Linked DNA regions of Macaca mulatta: region 1 is linked to region 2. The links are chromatin contacts, called in public Hi-C maps. All regions are on one chromosome and are shown on one strand. Each heading gives the region's core, a stretch centred on a gene start, on an enhancer-like site or on the middle of the called end of the contact. The rest is flanking DNA. Distances are from core to core; before and after follow the strand shown.

Region 1 (3,778 bases), core at 1,151-3,650, 220 kb before region 2:
AATTTTCGGATTTTAGAAAGGTAACACATTGCATATAACATATATTCCTAATTACCCCCAGTAAGGTCTGGGGCAATACTTCATAATCAACCATGTTTATATTTTGCAGCAAAACATACATATTCACATGAAGTAGGTTAAACAAGACCACACATAGCCTCACGTCAGTTCATTTCAGCTGAATTTTACTATTAAGAACTATTTGTAAAGCTACATTTTCAGGGCTTTTTAGATTTAATAATTCTGGATAAGGGAGTATAGGCCTGTAATGACATTATCAGCATACTCTTCTTCCCCTGATGCATTAAAAAAAATGAGTATGTGTAGTGTTTCCTTGATCCATGTTGAACTTTAATTTTGTTATTTACTGGAAGCTACTCATTCTTATATTAATCTCAGAAAGGCATTAGCAATGTTTTGCTCTGGTCTTGCTTTAATTCTAGGCTTATGCAATAGGCAAGTTAGATTTCTAAGGGATGATAGAGGAATAAATGGTTCTAGCATTCTATCAATTTGGTATCCTCTTTAGGCCACCAATGAACTTGGTAACTACTTGTTTTCCACCAGCCTTTCAATGCAACACAGCTTTGCAATTTTATTTTTTTGAGGCTACTAAAGGTACCTGCAAAATTAAACTAAAAGAAACAAGAACCGGAGTTGCACATAAAGAGAGAACACAGAATACCAAGCTTAACTTTGTCCTTGTAGAAGTATTGATTAGTCTGGTTAATGCTGTACTAGACATCAAGGAAAAACCCGACTTTCTTTCTTAGATCCCTCACAGCCTCATGGAGACCAGCCCTCTACAAATCAAGACTTGAAAAGTTATTCAGGATATTCCCTGATGTCAAAAACTGTGACTGGGAAACTAGCTAGGAGGGAACAGAATCTGCCTGGTGTTGCAGAAGATGTATTAATATAAATAATAAACACAAAACATGAATTGTAGAAGGCTTCCAATAGAGGAAAACTTCAGATACCAAAAGGATGAAATAATATCAGAAGAAACAGACACAGTTTTTAAATTGTAACTTGTTGTCTAGTGCAATGATAAAAGCTATCCACGAATACAGCGATTTTAGAAAGTTAAATTTTACATGCAGTGCTACTAAAATACCAAAGGCCATACATAATGTCTGACCCAAGCTGCCACCTCATATAGCAACTTCTTACATGGGAGCTTTAAAAAGATTGTTTGGTCCACTGTCCTGCAGTGTCAGGAGACGGCTTTGTCTGACATATTGAATTTCCAATGTCTCTCACACTTCCTCCTTTTCAGATGCACAAAAGGTTTTTGTAAAGTTTCTCTTGGTTTTACTGCTGGCAGCTACAGAAACCATGCCACAAGTCTGGTGTAGAGTTATAGGGTGTGATTTTATTTGGTATCTTCAGAGCTTCTGGATTTTTCAATATAACCGAGAATTTCCTTAAGAGCTGTAAATGAAAATCGGTACCAGTTCGAACCCTTTAGTGGCCGGTTTTTTGTGAGGTTGGCTGGCTGCTGTTGCACGTTCTCCCCCTCCTCCTCCTCCTGCACCCCCTCGGTTCCCTCCCCTGCCTGCAGGAATACCACTACAGGGCGTTCAGTAGCCTTCCCAGGTGGGTCCTGGCCTAGTACCCTAAAACTATAACCGAGAATACCTATCACTGGGCAGCTTAGGAAACGCGACTGGGACTTTTAGCAGGGGTCCCTCACCGTTCTAAAGCACTCACACTAGAGTCAGGGGACATGGGTTTAAATCCCCACCCGGCCGCTTATCTTGTGCTCTTGGGCACACTGTGTCCCCTATATGAAATAAGCACCCATCTCTTCATCTGACTCCTAGGGCTGCGAGGATGCAATGACTGCACGCAACGCGCACATTCACGGTTTGGTCACTTCTGGCGTCCGGCTGTGGTCCCCACAGGGTGCCCGCGGGCGGAGCGCATCCTCCGGCAGGGGGCGAGCTCCGCACCCCGCTTTCCTCATGGGCCGGCGCGGCCCGCCGTTCAAGTGGGGAGCCCAGAGGTGCTCCACGCCATGGGCGGGGGGTGGTTGGCGCGCACAGGGCCGGACTCCGGCCGAGCGCACCTCCACACGCACCCTCGCCGGCCGCGGGTCGGAGTCGGGGCCTCCACACGCACCCTCGCCGGCCGGGGGCGGGGTATGGGTGCGGCGCGCGGGGCCCCGAACGCCCAGACAATGCGGCGCGCGGCGGCCAGGAACGGCTCGGCGGGCCGGGGCGCGCGCCGCCTTCCTTCCTGCGGGCTCCGCTTCCCGGCGGCGCGGCAGCGGCGAGCGCGCCGATTGGCGGCCCGGTCCTCCCGCCGCCCCGCCCCACGCCCGGCCGGCCGCCGCCCCCGGTCCGGACCCGCCCCTCTCCGCGGGAGGCGTCGGGGCCCGCGGCTGGGTGGCGGGTAGTTCCCGCCGGCTGTGCGCGCCCGCCTCGGGGCTCGCTCTGAGAGGACGCGGCGGCGGCGGCGGACGCGGAGCCCTCGGCGCGCAGGCAGGCGGACCGGCCGAGCTGCGCGGGGCTGCGCGCCGCCTCTGCTCCGCCGCCAGGCCCCGCGCGGCTCCCGCGCCCGCCTCTCCCCTTTGTCCGCGGGCCGGAGCGGCGGCGGCAGCGGCGGCGTCCGAGCGGCGGTCGGAGCCCGCGGCGGCGGTTGAGGCGGCGGCGCCCACGCGGCCGTGCGCCAGCGCCCTCGCGCCGAGGCGATGCCGGACCAGATCTCCGTGTCGGAATTCGTGGCCGAGACCCATGAGGACTACAAGGCGCCCACGGCCTCCAGCTTCACCACCCGCACGGCGCAGTGCCGGAACACCGTGGCGGCCATCGAGGAGGTGAGGCGGCCTGTGCGGCGGCTCCGGCCGCAGGTATCCCGCGCCCGAGCCCCGCCCGCCGCTCCCGCATCCGCATCCCGGGAAAACTTTCTTTGCTCCGAAGCCGGACGCGGCCGGGCCAACCCTGCCCGAGACAGAAGCCCTTTGTTCCCGCCTAGGTGGCTCGGAGGAGATGGGTGATGGCCACCTTGGGCCTCTGTAAGACCTCCCCTCTCTCGGCCTCGTGGCCCTCGCGGGGTTCCCCGGCCTGGTCCTTTCCCCGCAGCGCGGCCAACTTTGGCCAGAGTCGGGGTCTGCGGCGAGCTGTGGGGATCCCGCTGCCCACCGCCGCCCGCCGCCGCCCGGGGTCCTTGGTCCCCGGCGCGGACCTTACCAACTTGTTCTTGAAGTGGCGCGGCGGGGGCAGCTCCGCTCTCCGAGCTCCCCGCCGCAGTCCCCGAGCCCTGCAGGGCCCCCACCCTCGGGCCCGCGGGTCCGGGGCATCCCGGGCTGCCTGGGAAGGCATGCCCGCCTCAGCCAGGGCGGCCTGGCTGCGCTCCACCCGTGCCCGGAGAAGGAACTGCGGGCAAGGTGTGTGAGAGTCGGCGCTTCTGGGTCCAAGAGGCCTCCAGGAGCCGCTCCCCGGTTACCTGGGTCTCACCTGCTTGAATCCGGGGTGCCACCCTTCCCCTCAACCTGGAAAAGGCCTGGTTTTAGTAAAGTGCTTTCAAGGTGCAAAGTCATCACGCCTAGCTGCTAACTAGCACGCTCTCCAGGTCCTGGGGAGAGGAACACGTAGGAACGAAGAAGCTTGGTTGAAAATTAAAACCGTGGGGAAATGGGCAGGCTGTGAGTCCAGGGGCCACCGTTGGCTGTGGTTTGAGGCACATCGTCACCTTCAGTCCTCCTTTTCCTTACCCACCAAACGGGATTAGTAATGCATCCTTTCCAGGATCAGAGACTATGTGAAGTGCTTAG
Region 2 (4,049 bases), core at 831-3,330:
TTAAAATGTTGATGTATATAACGTATTTAAGCATCAGATACTTCAGTATATATAAATACATATTTACATAAAGGTAACAATTTTAAATATGATTTAAATTTTAAATCAAAACATTTTAAAAACAAAATGTGATTCTACTGTTAGTGCAATCCTGAAGTGTCTCCTCAAATCCCTTGATATGAAAATCATGACACCACAATGCCTCAGCAACTCCTTAAGGCTTTCTTTTCATCATCAACCCGGGGGCTTAGGAAAAAGCAGCATTTATTAAAGTCTTTGATATCTGCTGCAATTTTGATGCATGTTCTCAAGCAAATCGTTTTTGCCTCAAAATTACTCATGCATCAAAATGAGGCCAACGATCCTGATTGGCGACTGGATGCTCCGCAGGCTCGTCAAATGCAAAGATGTCTCAAGCTGAAACCATCATCCTCCCCTCCAGATCTGCTCCTCTCCTCTTCTCTCCCCGTTAGGAAATTCTATTATTGCTGGGGGAAGCCAGGAAATCATGAATTCCTTGCTGTCCTTCAGGCCCCATATCCAATCTGGCACCAAGACCCACTGTATACCCCACCGGAAGAGCTCTCTGAGCCAGCTCTCCACCAGGCCCCATGTCATCCTAGACCATGGGCACAGACACCATTTTTTTAGAATCTGATCAATGTGATGGATACTCACCCTACAAAAATATACATCCATACAAAATTTGGCATGAATTTAAGGAATTCACAAACCCAAGGATATTGCGTGGGTAAGGGACCTTGTCCTACTGGATTCCCTAACATTTTAAATCCACCCCACACTGCAGCCAAAACGATTAAAATGATTTCTTTCAAACATAAATCTAATGCCACTAGCCTGCTGAAAATCTTTCACTGGTTCTCCAAAGTCAGAGATCAAAGTCAACGTTCTTCAGCAGGACACGCCAGGTCCTCCAGGACGCAGCTCCTAACCACCTTTCCACTTCCATCCTCCACAACCCGGGCACAGTTCATTGATCTCAGCAAGGCAAAGCTGCTCGTGGTTCTCAGGGCGATGCTCCAGTCGCCCCTGCTTTGCAGCGCCCGGGACACCCTTCACCTTTCAGGCACTTGGCTACCTCTTACCTTTCAAGGTCCCTTTCAGGCTGCAGGCCTTCCTGGGATCTCAAGGCTGGGCTCAGGGACCCACAGCTTCAGTGTACCCCTGATCACAGCGCCACGATCTGCTGTGGTCTCTGATCTCACTCTCCCAGCTGCACGCTGGTCAAAGGCGGAGCTCAGGGACTCCTCTCTGCACAGCCAGGGCGCCTGGCAGGGGACGCGCTTACTGAAGCCGAGAACTTTCTGGGGTGTCTGTGACACCCCAACAGCAATTCCCAAGTACCAAACGCCTACCACGTGCCATGCACGGTGCTAGGTGCACAGATCCCTCTCACCCTCACTGACCAGCAAGCCTGAAGGATAACAGCCCCTTTCAAACGAGGATGCCAAAGCGCCCGAAGAGTCAGTGACCTGCCCAGGGTCACCAGGGTAAGGACGGATGGGGCCAAGCTCAGGGCCTAGGGAGAGCCGGCTCCAAAGTTCCTCCCAGACGCCAGCCTGCTTGGCACCTGTCTGTCACCGTGATGGAGCACCTTCCACCTACTGGGTGCGGAGGATGTGACAGCGAAGGGGACAGACAACCCCGACCCTGAGAGGCGGGAGGCGGCCGAAACGAGGCAGAGGAAGAGGCAGGGAAACGGCCCGCGCTGCCCGCCTTGCCTCCTCTCCCGGCTGGCAGCGGCTCCGGAAGCTACAGTCCACAACGCCCACGCCCGACCCGCGGTTCCAGGCGCCTCCACCCGCGCCCCGGGAGCGCGGACCCGCAGAGAACGCAGCCGGAGCCCAGGCATCCCTCCCCCGCCCTCCCTGCGGCCCCACCCATCCTTCCCGGCCGTCCGCGCCGCTCTCGGGGCCGTGTTCCCGTCAGGCCTCCGCGAGCTCGGCCCCGAGTGGGACGAGGGCTGGGCGCTCACCTCGCAGCCGCGGGCCCATCCTCCGGTTGCGGGCTTCGGGGTCCGCGTGGGAGCGCCGCGGCCTCCGGCACCCAGGCAGCTACTCCCGTTCCCGCTCCAGCGCCGGCTTTTCCAACGCTCCTGCCCACGTCCGCCGGGCCCCGCCTCCGAGACTAAGCGCAGGCGCAGTCCTGACGTCCCGCCCCCGGTTCCAGGACCCCGAGTGGTGGGAAGCTTCGCAAGGGACGTCCCCCAACCGGAAGTCGAGGGGAGGAGTCTAGTGCCGCGGGCTCCGGAGTGACGGAAGTTGTGCTCTTGGTGGATGGGGTTCTTCTTTCTTTATTTACCTTCCAATTTAGGAAGACCCCGGCGACCTGTTCCCCGCCCCCGCTTCGCCCTCACACTTTCGGGATGTCTGCGATTCCTGCTGAGGAGAGCGACCAGCTGCTGATCCGACCTCTGTAAGAGACCAGCGAGAGAGGGAATGAGGCCCAGGGCTGTGAGGGGTGCGAGGGATAACCGGAGACTTTGGCCTCCTCCGTCGCCCGCGCTCCCACCGTCCCCGGCAGCCTGCCTTTGGTCCGCGCTTGCGGGCCAGGCTTCTCAGGCTCGAGGGGTTGGAGGACCACTGATTGGAAGGGGCCTGCTAGAGTGAACGGGATTTTGCTTCTTTATCAGTTTCAGGGGAGGGTATGTTGGAGTCGGAAAAAAAAAAGTTTTCCGGGGCCACCGGCCGCTTTTCGTACACGCTAAAAAGCGTTTTCACTTAGCACAAGCACGGATCTCTGCGCGTCAGGGCAAGCCGTGAGAGAGCCGGTGACGCTTATGATCGACAGGATGAGAGGAGGACCTGAATGAGGCTACAGCGGTGCAGGGAAGAATTAAGTCTGTTTCCTAACACCAGGGCTTCACATGTGCCAGAAGTTAGAAAATATTAGGGACGTGCCGTGAGTTTCGATCTTCTCAGCTCAGGTCCTAGTAGAATAAGGAAGGTGTAAAGCTGGAGAGGAGAAAGTGCAGAGGTGTTAGGGACAAAAACTCAGCCCTCGACTGTCCGTAAGGAGAGTGGCCTTTCAGTGGACATGGTCCTCATCAGTCGGGAATGCTGCTGAAGGGGAGATGCAAGATGCTGAAGGGGAGATGTAGGAACTTGGATTCCTACAGATGAGCATTTCGAACCCACAACATGTTTATTGTTAGATGTTAGTTGGCACAACATGAATATACGCTTTCCAAAAGGTAGAAAGTATCTCCTTTACACATTCGTTCAGTAAGGCTTCATTGAGCACCTGCTTGGGACATAGTCCGTTTCCTTCTGCTTAGATCACACCTGTCATGTCTTCCTGTGATGAGCAAACACTGTCGCTTGATCTGCTAACTCAATTCTTTAGCAAGTGTCAAGTGTCAAGCACCACACGTGGGGATACAGATGCAAAGGAGGGCCCAGTTAATTGCTCTCGCCCTTATGGAGAGAATTACAGTGCACAGTGGGAAGTATTGGAGAGATACTTTGGTATAATAGGAGACCATTACTTTGAAGTCAGACCTGAAGTACGTTATCTACTTGACCACTTAGTAGGACAACAACCTCACTAAACCTGTTTTCTCATGTGGAAATGAGATAAAACTTGAAGAGTAAAGATCGCGGTAGGTGCTTTGTAAATAATAGCTAATCTAAGAGGGCAGGTAGGCATTGCACTGAGCACTGTGAAAGTATGGAAAAGGGATTTCTGACAGATTGAGGAAAAAAGGATACCTCATGCATCCTGAAAAATGTGATGCTTGAGCTGAGTCCTCAAGAATGAGTAGGAGTTGAAGACTGGGGGGCCCAGGGTGTTCTAGGCAGTGGAAGTGGCACATGTGAAAGTGAGAGTGGCCACAACTTGTGGCCAGATTCCTCATGGCTGTAGCTAAAGAGTTGAGTTAGCAGATGAAGCGACAGGCTGTTGAGGTCCAGTTTAGGAAGCACCTCATATACATAGGAGTTTGGACCTTTATCAGATAGTCAATTACAGGGAGCCAGCAAAGGCTGTTAAGCAAGCATGGATATTGTGAGGAATTATGTTTTAGGAAA

What was found. Hi-C and Micro-C count contacts between places; a contact is called where the count stands out from the background.
Region 1: a Hi-C map of fetal cortex germinal zone shows a contact between it and region 2, with 2.2 times the contacts expected there. The contact joins the promoter of ASAP2 here to the promoter of ITGB1BP1 in region 2. A contact is called at or near these places in 2 of 14 Hi-C or Micro-C datasets (fetal cortex germinal zone and fetal cortical plate).

The regions. Positions count from the first base shown.
Region 1 is chr13:115,623,182-115,626,959 of T2T-MMU8v2.0, reverse strand. It overlaps ASAP2 (ArfGAP with SH3 domain, ankyrin repeat and PH domain 2), which reads left to right and starts at 2,400. Exons shown (of 27, transcript XM_077960160.1): 1 at 2,400-2,854. The coding sequence starts at 2,696.
Region 2 is chr13:115,402,217-115,406,265 of T2T-MMU8v2.0, reverse strand. It overlaps ITGB1BP1 (integrin subunit beta 1 binding protein 1), which reads right to left and starts at 2,080. Exons shown (of 9, transcript XM_028831987.2): 1 at 1,107-2,080. CPSF3 (cleavage and polyadenylation specific factor 3) reads left to right here and starts at 2,255. Exons shown (of 20, transcript XR_013403070.1): 1 at 2,255-2,436.